2 separate regions of the Drosophila melanogaster genome follow, and region 1 is linked to region 2. Evidence: chromatin contacts called from public Hi-C data. All regions are on one chromosome and are shown on one strand. The core of a region is the stretch at or near the end of the contact, and the rest is flanking DNA. Distances in the headings are between cores, read along the strand shown. Region 1 holds the start of lncRNA:CR45568 (long non-coding RNA:CR45568). Region 2 holds the start of Inx3 (Innexin 3).

Evidence for each region. A called contact is a pair of places that touch in the nucleus more often than the background predicts.
Region 1: a Hi-C map of the S2 cell line shows a contact between it and region 2, with 2.4 times the contacts expected there. A contact is called at or near these places in 6 of 107 Hi-C or Micro-C datasets (the Kc167 cell line, the ML-DmBG3-c2 cell line, the S2 cell line and 2 more).

What each region holds. Positions count from the first base shown.
Region 1 is chr3R:29,273,171-29,280,037 of dm6, forward strand. It overlaps lncRNA:CR45568 (long non-coding RNA:CR45568), which reads right to left and starts at 3,938. Exons shown (of 1, transcript NR_125290.1): 1 at 3,206-3,938.
Region 2 is chr3R:28,854,120-28,860,677 of dm6, forward strand. Inx3 (Innexin 3) reads right to left here and starts at 5,095. Exons shown (of 6, transcript NM_001276121.1): 1 at 5,037-5,095; 2 at 3,024-3,220; 3 at 1,614-1,822; 4 at 827-1,287; 5 at 611-764; 6 at 1-542. The coding sequence starts at 3,186. The coding sequence ends at 342. The region is part of intron 4 of spg (sponge); the gene reads left to right.

The DNA.
Region 1 (6,867 bases), core at 2,688-5,187, 420 kb after region 2:
AGATACCCTCACTTAAGGGGCATATCAAGAACTTTATAAAATTTATTTTAGCAAAGTTCTTAAGTAAATGGTTATGAATACTTAAAAATCATTTATCAAAGAATGTATTGCGGGATATACTTAGGAAGAGTATACAGACTTCGGTTTTCGACTCAAAAGCCTCGATCCTGATTCCCTGATTTCCGCTTATTGTGCAGCAGAGACCAGAATAGTAATTGAAATGATACCCTGCCACAGAAAGCAACCCAAAAGCAGAAGGCTAAACCCGTGGCAAGTACAAATTGCCGTTACCGGCGAATGCAGCCAAGCAAAAGGCTGCAATCCTACAGGGGAAAACATGGAAAAAGCTGGCAAAGCAAAGAGTTGGGCGCAGGAAACCAGAAGCTAGAAGCCAGATCCAGATCCAGATCCAGAGGATCGGCGACTCGGAATAACCTTGCGCCAGTCACTCACCCAGGCCAGGCATACACCACACACACACACACACACACACACACACACACAGGGCCACCCCTCGCCGAATGGCGGGCAGATCCAGGAGCAGGAAAAAAAACCTAAAGAAATCCTCACCCCACTGGCTGTGCCAGAAATAGCATCGCAGCTCACCCAGTCCTGCACTGAGTGGCTCTAAGTAAACCCAAAGATTTCACACGCCAGGCCGTCAAAGGCGTCGGGCTCATGTTTTTCTTTAATTTTTTTTTTTTTTTCATTTCCAGTGCCAGTACCCAGTGCGAAGTAAACCCCCTCCTCGGCGCTCGGCGATCCTTCTGCTAGTTTTTCTGGGAGGGTCTGGCGGCGGGATGCTGGCAAATGCATTTTTTACTTGACGCCTTGGCACAAAGCTGCTGCATAATGATCGTATGTGACCCTTATCAGGCGATGGGAGTGCGAAAAATCGGTAGTTTGGAAAACCTAATTTGAATATGGAAAATCGTCGTCTATTCGCCTGTCTACGGCGGCGCAAATTAATGAATATTTCCGACTACTTTATGAGCCCTGCCCCTGTCGAATGCATTACTAATTCGGCGATCATTTGCATTCGGGTGCTGAAGTGAAACGGGTTTTCCCTCCATCCTCCATCCATCCAAGCAGAGTGCTCTACATCCAGTGGATACATTTCCTGCAGCTTCGTTCTGCGCTCCGAGTGGAGCCACCTGTGCCAATGGAGCTACTTAAAACGCAATTACCACCATGTGGCCGTGATCAACATCCTGGGAAAGTGGAAAAAAGTGCGCTGGATTCAGATAGGACAATAGCCCCGTTGATTAGTCGTCGGAAACGCTTGTCGCCGCATTACGTGACGTATAACCCATTTGCGGCAGCTCGTAAATAATCGATATGAGCTGGGGGCGAAAGTAGAGCAGCAGCCCAGCCCCATTCAATCCCGAGCCCAAAAAAAAAAAAAAACATATTTCAAGCTCGACAATCTGAAGTGCCAAGCATTTGGCTATCGGATTTCTCAAGTGTTTGTTTCTTAAACAAAAAGTTTCGGCTCCCCTCGAAACCTTTCATAAAGTGCACTAGAAAAAATTAAGGTCCTTTCTTAGCTAAAACATAGCTTGCAGTTCATTTGAACACATCTATAGTTATAGAATGAATCAGCAATCATGTTTGATGTATTAAGGCATATGGAACGTTTAACTTGCTTTTATTATACAATTATTTGTTTTCAAAACATTTTTTTAAACATATTTTCTCTCAGTGCAGGGGTAAGCTTAGAACACTTGTGTGTCCGCCATTTAGGGGATTTTAATCGTGTTTCTATGAATTCGTATCGTATGCGATGGGGTTCGTCGTACTCTTTTGTGGCCTCATTTCGCGCCGGGATCTCGGATCCCTCTGTTTTCCACTGGCCTAGGCGTTATTAATTGAAATTTATGCTGGAGCATTTTTAATAGATTTTTGGATATTTAAATTTGTTTCGTTTTCTCAATGATTTAGTGTAATTCGACTGGGCGAGCTGTTCTTTCCTCTTTCTTCTCGCTCAGTGCTCGGCGATTAAGATCTCCTTCAAGTGAATTGAGAGCGGGAAAGTGGGTTGATTGTGAGATCATCAATGGCATCTGTTCCTCTAATTGATCAATCGTAGTTGGCTCCTCGAGCTCGTCCAATTTCCAAGGGCTTTCGAGCTAATTGAGACATGGGAAACGGCCATAAAAGTTGTGTTCTGCTCCGTGATCTAATGAATGATTGTGTCCGATGGGGGTAGTCCCCTACCAAATTGACTTGTAACCGAGGAAGAAAAAAACCCATTTCGAGTTTCTAATGCTCTAGCTTATTTTTGTGCAGTTTTGTGTACCAAAAGTGTTTTCCTTTATCGCGCTGTTTACTTTCAAAGGAAAGGGAGTTGTGATCACAATGGCAGCATCGCGCCTTCGGACAGCTTTATGCGGCATTTCATCCGAAAAAAAAAAACGCAAATGAAAAGCTGTAACGACCTTTGTGATCCCATCTGGTTATGGTCTGACATGGGCCATCTGCGGATCCATAGATCCGCAGAGGTGAGTGTAATTCCCATAAAGCAGCTTAAGACACTTTCCATTCTTTTCCAGCGCTTTTTCGTCCCAAAAAGGGCACTTAAAATTAAGCATAACATTTTCTACTCCGCTTGAGCGCTAAGCAAAATGATCAGCGAATGGGATGCTGAGTGGCAGGGGTAAACCTCGTAATTTACATGCCCCTTTTTCCGCCCGAAAACAACCCAGAAACTGGACCAACATCTATCCCAAACCCAAACAGAAAGTTGCTACATTTTATGGCCCGAGGTCGCGGAAAATAAAAGGGTGGAAGTGGAAAAGCTGCGATGGGAAAGTGCGGCGGGCAGCATCCCGCGATCCTTGGTGCGTAAGACTCTGAGGATCGCAGGATGCAAGGACCTCTCGATCCCGGTTGAGTGTCCGCCGTAGGGTCACGGATGCGGCTAATGACCGTGCAGAGAGTGGCAAGTAATGCCCAGTTGCACAATTAGGCATACAATGCCAGCAAATGGCCCCTCGGAGGAAAGTTTGCATTCGAAATCAGCTCGGCGCAGTTCGGATCTTTGTGTTTTTTTTTACAAGTATTATTTGGGATTGTTGCCCCTCTTGTGGACACTTTCTTTGGACAGTTTTATTTTCCTTTGTGATTTACTTGGTCATTGAAAGGGTAAGGAGGATTATCCACAGGGTTCTGCTGAACCAGATCCATTTCTTTTTTCATTGGTTTCATTTGGGATGCTGCGTCATCATTTATCGCTTGGCTTGACCTATTTTGCCAACTTGCCTGCGGGCCTATAAATGTCAGTGGCGTCATTAAAGTTTCATAATTTATGAAAAGCCGGAGAGTCGCCGAAAGTATCCAGTTTTCGTCGCGGTCATTGACTGCAGTAATTAACAGAAATTAGTTTGATTTTCACTTCAAGTTCTCGGTTTTTGTTTCGGTTTCGAGCACGCGCCAAACCGGAAGTGGTTTCCTTGCATCTTCTGCTCCATTTGGGGTATCTAAAAATAGTGGGTATCATTTTAGGGGGCGTCTCAGTTTTGAGTTTTCAGCTCCTAGCTGTTTGTCAGCACTGCGGCAAATTGGGGCGATCCTGCTGCACAATGCTCATCAACAGTCACTTATTTCGAGATCCCCGTAAGAATCGAGAATCGAGGGGCGATATGCCATCTTCCCATTGACTGACAGCTGCACAAATCTTCGTGGCTTGTAATTGTAGTTCTTCTCGGGCGGCTTGACTTTTGTTAAATTTCATTTACCGAAATGCGTGCGGCATTTGCTGCTCCAGTTGGGCTACCGTTATAGTCCTCCAGACCACCACAGCCACCCAGTTGCGCAAATGTAGGCCCTTCAAATCAGCAGATCCAGAACCGAAAGTATATCCTTTTAGTAGCATTTTAAACTCAATTAGCTCTCATTAGTAAATAACTGGCGGCACAAAGTGAGCGAATCATTCACAAAACGCACTGCAAGTGTATGCACTGGGAGAAAAAGTTGGGGATCCCTTATAGTCATAAATTTCGTGTAAATGTGTAGTCATCTATAAGTGAGAGTTATTAGCTTACCATGGGTTTCATGTTGATCTCTATGACTTCTTGTGGACTTCAACATTCGTTGGCGTAGTTAAAGTACTCACGATTATTTTCAGTGTATTGTCAGAATCGCCCCGGAGCCTAACACGCAACTTCGGAGGCTTGAATCGAAGCCTCTGCAGAAGCCTCCTGTTCACTCCTCATCGAGGATAAACGGAAACGAACATTGACAACGACAATTGCTTGTTATTTGCAAAGCGAATTCCACCGCTTCGCCAAGCTGGAGAGGAGAGGAAGCTATCTGGTGGGGATTCCAGAGGAAGACCCCGTCACACCAAGTGGTGGCCCTTCGTCTGTCGGTGCCGGGGCGTAATTATAATTATGAGATGGCATGGGATGGGTTGGGTTGGGCTGGGCTGGGCTGGGTTGCCTGCTCGCATGTGGATCGAAGAGCAGGGCAAAAAGAGAGCGCCTGGAGCTGGAGGAGATTGGTGGAGGGGGGGTTGGAGGGCAGCATCATTACCGCCAGTCGAGAATCGACTTGAGCTCATCATTGGCATGATTATCGGACGGGAAACGACATCATCAACAACCGCGCGATTTGGTGCGAGACGCACTTTGACTTGGACAGAGAAAAGCTCTTTATACCCTATCTGAAAGTTAGCAAAGCTAAGTAGAATGTTTGTTTTATTTAAATACTTATGCTTCTACTATATTTTACGATTTGATAAAAAAGTAGCATTTAAATTATATTAATTCTTTATTCTGAGTTAAACTCAGGACATAAACATCTTCAATGAATATGCTTACGAGACTATTAGCTCTTCGACTTGGGCAGTTAAAGTTGAGAACCTGATGATCTTTTTGTAGGAGGGGATCTACTGGGGAAGCATCGGGGAAGCGGAGTGCGTGGCATGTTGTGAGTTTTTGCAACACGCTCTTGTGTCCCCCAGCATCTTTGTCATTTGGCCAGGGGAGAACGTAGAGGAGAATCCAGCGGAGAATCCCCAGAGAAGGAGACTTGCTCTGGTTCTTTTTTGTCCGACTTCTTCTTGATTTTTTGCCTTTGTTTGTAATGCAATTTTCAAAGCGCGAGAATTACAGCGAAGCAAAACAATGAAAATCATCTGCATCGCAGTTGGAGTTTCATATTGAGTTCGGAGTCGGTGCCTTTATTTGTGTTTGCGATGAGTCTGGAGTCTGGAGCCTGGAGCCTAAAGCCCACAGCCTGGGGTCCACGGATCGAGATGGGGCTTGAGGTATTCGAGTTGGAGTTGTAGTTGTGGGGCCGGACTTCAATTTCAATTTAAATGAAAACAAACTGTGGTCACTTTGTATTTATGTATTTTGTGCCTGTGGTCGGCGTTCATTCAGCTTGTTTGCATCTTTAATGCTTCGTGACTTTTGAGTGTACTTAACGACACAGATGGATGGACTGCATGGAACGTGTAGGATGGATGCAGTTCCAGATACAAAGTGCACTCGCAATTGCATTGCGAAAAAGGAGACGCAAGATCGAGAGAGAGTGAGATCTCGTGGGGATGGACCTTTGATCTCGGTGGGAAGTGCTAATTGGTTTATTTGGAAAGATGGTTACATGATATTCTATGGATTATTAGTCAAGTTGTGAAGAAGTTTGATTATTAGGGCTCAAGGCATTCACATCCGCATTGCTTATATGGAAAATCATTTGATATGGTTTTTTACTTCCGTATTTCCTAGTAAAGCTAGAATAATGATAACAATTTGCCTATTCCCTGGAACATTTTGCCGTTATTCGAAGTGACTAATACCAGACTTATCGGAAACACATTCCCTGTGGCCACCCAAGCATCCCGAGTTCGTTGGGCACTAACTTCACGCCTTACGAAAATAAACAGAACCATGAATGAAACTGAAAACACAAAACTTGAACTCGAACTGGTACGGCGAAGTGCGAAGAGTCTGGGAAAGATCGGGCAAATCTGCGAAGACGAGGGACGAGGACCCAGATACTAGCGCCTAGGCCAAGTGTGAAGAGCGTTTGACGCATTTTGCACGCCTTCTTCCAGTTAAAACAATTGTTTGTTTCCACATTTTCTGCGAATGCTTGCCTGGCCCGGAATTTTGTACCCCAAGCAGCGACAGCATCTTCTCTCCAGCCTGTTGGCACTTGAAGCTACACGAACTCCAGACACCAGAGCCCAGAACTCGGAATCTGGGACCGCAGAAACCCAGAAACCAGCTGACAAACGGAAACGCCGAGCGCCGTCTGTCATATTGTGCCAAAGTTATTTTGAATATGCAAAAAATTATGAAAATATATATCTCGCGGAAAAAAAGGAGCTGAAAAAGAGGAGCAAAGCTTGGAGCCAGGAAAAATGAACTTTGGCAGGGAGACTGCTCGATTATGGAGCACTCAATACAAACAGAGATCTGTGCACTTAGCATACCCTAGGAAAGGGTATACTCTATAATCTATATACTATAATATATATATATTATTATATAATATATACAATATGAAACAGTTTTAAGAGAGAACTTCAGCTAATCAGCTGGTTTTTAAAATACGAATCTTCATTCTACAGTGGGAAGATCGTATAAGAACCTAAAGTACCCTTTAAACATTTCAGGAGCTCTAAAAACCATTTTTATATATTTTTGATTTTTTATTAATTAAGTTTCATAATAGGTATGAAAGGGTATTCGAAGGTTCGAGACTGGCCCTTATTTATTTAAGATTTTTTTTTGCATAACCGTCTCGTTATATATTTGCCTTGGTTGTTATTGTTGGTGGCGGTGCTGCTGTCGCTGCCTGTTACTTTGTTGTAGAACATACAAAATCCAGAGACGCGGAGGGAATCCAGATATTCAG
Region 2 (6,558 bases), core at 3,845-6,344:
TATGATATTTTTTTTTTCACATTTTTATTTGATTTATTTTTTATTTGTATCTTCTCACTCTGTGGCTCACCTCGTGTCAATGACGAACTGCACCTGTCTTTCGCCTGCCTAGGACCATATTCAAAGATTGTTTCCTTATAATTTTGCTAAATATATTTCGCACAGAACATTACTGAGTTGGATCTCCGAAAGTGCAATTGCTGATTCGTTCTCTTGCAGTCTTAGTGGTAGAAATGGAAATGCCTAACCTCATGACACACAACTCTCTCTATCTCCCCCCTACAAATATTATTGAGAAATCATTGAAATCATTGTTTTGAAGCCAAACCCTGGCCACGGGCTCATGTCTCCGTCTCCTTGCCACCGCCGAAGGTCTCCACGGGCGGATAAATCGGATGGCTGATGCGGTTCATTTCAAGGGTCGATGGTGCGGATGGTGTTCGGGATGCTCCTAGCAGACCGCAGAGCTGCTGCAGCATGTCACTGTACGATCTTGTGCTGAGGTTCTGGCTCAGGAAGTGCAAGATCAGGAAGTCACCAATCTGTTGAGAAAAACCAAAAACGGATTAATATACAATAGGTATGGATGGTATTCTAGTTGAGCACCCACCTCCAAACGCCTAACCAGTCCGGCGATTTCCTTCCGTTGTGCCGAGCGATAAGAACGCTTGATGATGGTCTCCCGAGTGGTGGGCATCATGATAACCACCAGTGAATAGAGCACAGCCACGCCGGAGATGGTGGCCAAGATGATAAACCAGAACCTATGAAAAGTAATAAAGGTTAAAGATTCCCTCAAAGAGTAAGAACCCACTCAACTACTTACCACAGGAAGATGTAGATCTTCTCGTTGAGGATATTCAGTGCCAGCACACAGAGAGTGTCGTGTTTCTGGACCGATCCACTGGGACCGAACTTGTGGAACGTGCACTTGGTGAGCCGGGGAAAGATCTCGATCATCGGATCGAAGCGCTTGTCCTGATCCATGTTGGAGAACTTGAGCACATCCGTACCGTAGGACATGAAAGCACCGCCCAGAAACTTATCCACCATAAAGATATTCACAATCACGTTGATAAAGTTAAGCAGTTCGCAGAAAAAGTATGCGAACGAGTAGCCGTTGTGGGTGTTCAAACTGTTCACGAAATACTTGAGGATCCGGTCCTGGCGATCACGCCGATAGTCATCCGGCACACTGACCATGCCGCGCAGTCCATCGGTGATCATGCGGATCTTGCCGTCTTCCATGTTCTTCCAAACCCAGTGGGGCACGTAGAACATGAGCCCCTGAAATAATTTACAGATTAGTTTGGTCGGAAGCGGGAATTACAATAAATTAATGAAACCACATTTGTCACGTTTAAAGCGAACAGCATGTGATAGGCCACAGTCATACTAAGACTTCAATTAAGTTCACTTAATCTACAGACAAGATGGAACTTTTCGTATTGCAAGATTGCTCATCATCATGTAAATTGAGAAAGCGTGGGGTAAATTATTCAATTAAGTACTACTCCTATGGATTTCAAAATAAATCCACAGCGATGTAAACAATTCAAATTGTAAATCTTTCCTAAGTACTGCGTACATATATTACTTCGAGCGTCACTCACCTGGAAGAATAGCACGAATGGCACCCATTGATAGTAGCTGTGATAGCGCTTCTCCTGGCCGTACTCATTGCCCAATCCCGGACCAGCCACGTCCGTTCCGATTTGCCGATGCTGCTGGCCAGGTATCGTGTACGTGTAGGTGATCCAGCAGAAGGTGTTGATTACGTGCATCGGAATGGCGCCGTCGTTGATGCAACTTATGGGATCGCCTGCAAGCGCAGAGATAGAGATAATTTTTTAGATATGCACTCGACCTCGTCGCAATTCAGATCAAGGGAAACGCAAGCGCATTCCTCGCCAGAAACCTTCTCGCCAGCCGTTCGTCAACGTCAAGTGCCATTAGGGCAATCTCTGGTGGTCTGGTGGAGCTGGCTCCACGGTCCCAATTTGTCGACGCTGTGGGTGCGGTAACGACTATGCTACGGTTACATTTATTATGGCTGCAGACGTGCCTAGGTAAACCTGCAACATTCGGCTGGATGGACGAACGGACGGACGGACAGATAGACAGCCTTTTTTTTTTGGGTGCGCCCCAACTTTATCGTTCACTATGACTCCCCCGTGTTCCTACTATAACTCCTCCCCCTTTTGGATAAACAAAGTGGATACAAATGGAGCTGCAGACGAAGGTGGAGCGGGCTGGATGGGGAATTCCCAGAACCAACCGTCAATATTTGACTGTGGTTTTGTCAGTTGTTCACTTTTGGAGCACTTCTTTTAATGTACAAATATTTGGATTGAAGCTGCGATGGCTTTGCGATGCCTAGATCAGATAAAAATCTCGTAAAATGGGTTTTAAAGTCAGCAAGTTTTCAATGACAAAAAATAAAAACGATTGAGCATAATTAAATTGCCTTGTTGTTTAAAAACCATTTGTTGGAAATGTGCTTAGTCTACTAGTTCTGATTTTTAATAACGCTAATCATTTGTTTATTCAAGGCCTTTTTCTTATCACCCTTTTTCGAATGAAGAGAGATAATTGCTTCGAGTTTAATACAAAGCTCGCTTAAAAGTGCGTGGGAATGTAAAATCATATTAATAACAAGTACCATTATGTAAGACACCATTCACTGAGCCCAGCTTGAGCCATATACATTGATTTTCACGCCAATTTCTGGCGAGGCACAGGCTAGCACCACCACCACCCGTGGGGACCGAGGAATGAGTCATTCGAATAAATGGCTTTAGCTGAAATCCGATCAACGTGTTGCGGTCAATTTGTGAAAGCTCTGCACGCGTTTATGCCTCCGTTCCGAAGAGCTCAAATTCAAATGGGTCGAATCGTATTTCTTGGAATTTAGTGCTGCATTAGCAGCATTGCAGCAATTGCAAAAGCAAACTGACAAACTGGGCTACTCAAGTGCTAAACACTTGCATAGCTGCACTAATTTTCAGTAGGTGCTAACTTACCGATCAGATTGTTTGCGGTGACGATGATGCAACAAGTGAACAGAATGGCCGTCGTGATCCTGTAGTGGCAGCGGAAAACCATGTTGTCGATGACCGCCTTGTCCAGCAGATAGCGTATCTTGATAAAGCCGGACACAGCCGAGACCATGCCAAAGACCGCCATGTTGATGGTTGGTGTGCTGCTGCAACGAAGCTAACTGCAAGTGGAGAAGAGAGCATTAACGAGTTGAGCAGCGGGACACTGTGAGAAATGGGCATAGAGTTCCTAATTACGCTCAATTATTAACAATGCGGTTTATTGATTCGAATCTGTTTTACTTTTCTTTTGTTATTGGACATTGGATTGGGAGCAAGTTATCTTGATTGTGGAGTGCATTGCAATCTGCCTCATTTCTTTTGCCACACTTGATTGCGTTCTGTGTGTTTGCCTTGTGCGTTATCTAGGACAGACATGACATATTCCAAATTATTTCACCACCCTTTACCCACCCATACACGACCATACTTCCTCCCCACTACTCCCAATCTGAGCTCCAGTACCAGTCCATGTTCCCATGCCATACTATATAGCATACCGAACCATTCCATCGGTTGTCTGGGTCTCTCGGCGTTATCGTCGACAAGCCGCACTTACAATTAGGTAAGTGCTTGGGCAGTGCCGGAATTGTTTGTCGGGAGCATAGCTATTTCTCTCTCTAACTGAATAATGCGAGTATGTTGTGCAATCTAATCTAATCTGCGCTAAGCTCCAGGTCCAGGTTGAATGCCCTGCCCTTGCCTGGTAACCCCGGGCTGTCCCCAAAAGTACTAGATAGCGAACAAGTTCATCTCAAGAACTCGGCTCTCAGAACCGGTACAGCTTTTTGTCAACCCACGCATAAATTTCACTTTGTCCCCATGCCCAAAAGGGGTTTTGTTTTCTTTTCCCACTTTTTGGTCTTTTGTCGGTGCTTTTTGGGTTTCGAGTTGGGTTTTTGGATTTCGGCTCGCCGTGGATCAGGTTCTGCTTGGCTTTCTTCTCGGCTCTTTTGTTTATATGCAAATTTTTTTTTTTTGGTGTTTCGGGCTATTGTGTGTGTTTTGGCTGTATTTCATTTCGGCACGACAGATCGCATCGTATATAACTCCGAATCCGAATCGGAATCCGTAACTCCGAGAGCGAAACGCACACAGCAACACTGCGCCGCACGCAGGGCGCATAGAGTCGTCTCTGTCGCACGCATACGAGCGGCAATTAAAGTCGCAAAGTATCTGTATCTGCGCAACGGCAGCTACTCCTTTTAAATGCATCAGCTTCTGCACTGAACATTCAATCTTACCACGCACACAACGCCACGAACGGCACTCACACAGATACGCGGAGAGCACTTCATTTCGGCCCAACTTCAATTCTGGCCTTTTTTCTTTCAATAACTCTTTTTTCCCTCTTTTTTTTTTCGAAAAAGACAAAAAAAGAAACTGGTTTTAAGGTATTTTCTTTTTGGGAGCGGAGCTGAGCGGTCGCGATCGGATCCGATCGGTTGTTGCCACTGTTCTCTCTCATTTTGTGTCGTTTTCCTTGGTGTGTCATTTTTTTTCTCCTTTTTTCCTGAAGGTGTTGCTACCAAGATTGGCAACAGCAACCTGCCAGTTGGCCAGAACCGAACTGCGACGACCCCTTCGCACACTTAAGTGATTCTTTTGCTCCTGCTGGAGTCGAAGTAGCTCCGCTTTTCAGAGCTCTCCGCTCGCATTTAAATTTATTGCTGCCACTTTGACACTTCGGAAACGGGTTTTCGCTCCCAGTATTTATAATTTCTGGCTGGTTTTTTAGTTGTTTTTTGTTTGTTTTTAACTTTGTTGCAAATGCGAGATTTCTATTATACACAAGTACAAACACACAGATACACTCAGACACAGACAGACTCAGCTGGAATTGCACTCGCAACTGCATTCGATGGTGGTGTGCGTGCAGCTTGGTGGTTGCTCAGTGGTGCTGAGCTGTGATTTCAGACAAGTCAATGGTGCCCATACCCGTATCCGTATCTCGAAAATGTGCAGCTGCTCTCAGCGGCGTTCAAAAACCTACTGAAAACCAAGTCCCCGAGCTCGAAACAGAACGATCCATTGTATATATGCCTCCCGAGCCGCGAGAGAGTCGCTCTTGCGATCTGGGTGGTTTTCCCTCTCCGGCGGAACCAGCGATCCCAGCTGGTTCCCGCTCCGAGTTCGTAAATACGCTCAAGCTGCATTCGCGCATTGCCTCTTACCTGAGCCGAGAGACCCGGTGTTGTTACCTGTAGAAGTATTTGGTGCCGAGGTGCAGAGGACCCACCCAACCACCTCAGGTCGCTTAGGTAGTTCTCGCTCAAATGGCTTGATTCTCAGATTTTCCCTCGATCTTGAACCGACTTGAACGAGGCCCAATAACATCTGGATTTGAAATCTGTAAATCCATTGATTAGTTTGGTCTCTGGATGAAGGGGGGACGTACAACTTAATCAGCTAGATTTGGGTTTTAGAGTATGTTAGGGTAGCTTAAACAGTCGCAGTTCAAGTCGACGAAGGGCAAACAAAGATTTAGGAACACAATGGGCCACAACTGGAACATCCAATAAAAGAGTTTAAGAACAAAAGATATATTTAAGACTTGGGCAGAGTTCAAGAAAACAAAACTGTAGATGTACTAAGAGTTTGCTCAAAGTCTCTCTCCTTATTTAAGTGATTTTATTACGTATAGTATTCAATTTTAAAATTTATTGCATTTTAAAGTCTTTTTATTGAATTTAGTACTACAAGTTTATTAAACTTTAACAATACTGCACTGGAAAACTTGAAGTCTATAATACGTACTTTTAGTTCTTATGCAATCGCTAGCCCATGCAATTATTTATCCTTCTATCAATCACCTCTAAATTAATAGGACCTCGAATCCAAACTCAAGTAAGTAAAATTAATGAGGTGGACCCCAAGTGCATTCCAATTAATTCCTCGGAACTTGGAGCTGCCTGTTCGTTTAATTTATCGCTGTTTCCACATCCAGCGAGTCCTCTGACAGCACAGACGCCGCTCTGAAGGGTCCGCCAAGTGGGTCTAAGGAACTATTCGTCGTCATATTCCAGGCCCATATACACGTCGTGGCCGATCGCACACAGATGCGATCTCAGTGTATAGGGTTCCGAAATGAAGATCCATTTGCATGCTGAGAGCTAGACAAGCAACGCCAAACTTGTTGCCAGGCATTCCTCCCATTTCCCTGGGATCTGGGCTCCAAATTCTCCCCCCTTCGAGTTTCAAGTTCCAAGTCCGAAACCTGCAACTCCTTGGCCCGATGGAATGACTCAGCTCGGTGGCTTTGGCCCGCCGCGTTCTTTGGTCTTGGCCATAATGAAATGGCATTTCGAAATGGCTGCTGCTGCTGGTGGTGCTGCTGTTTCCATGTCCTGAACCACTGCGCTCCACTTCGCCTCCCTGCGCGTTGCACTGTTTGTTTATTGAGGGTTCCCGATGCCGGGTTACCATGCCCTTATCCCAATGCTCCCTGGCCTGGCCTCTT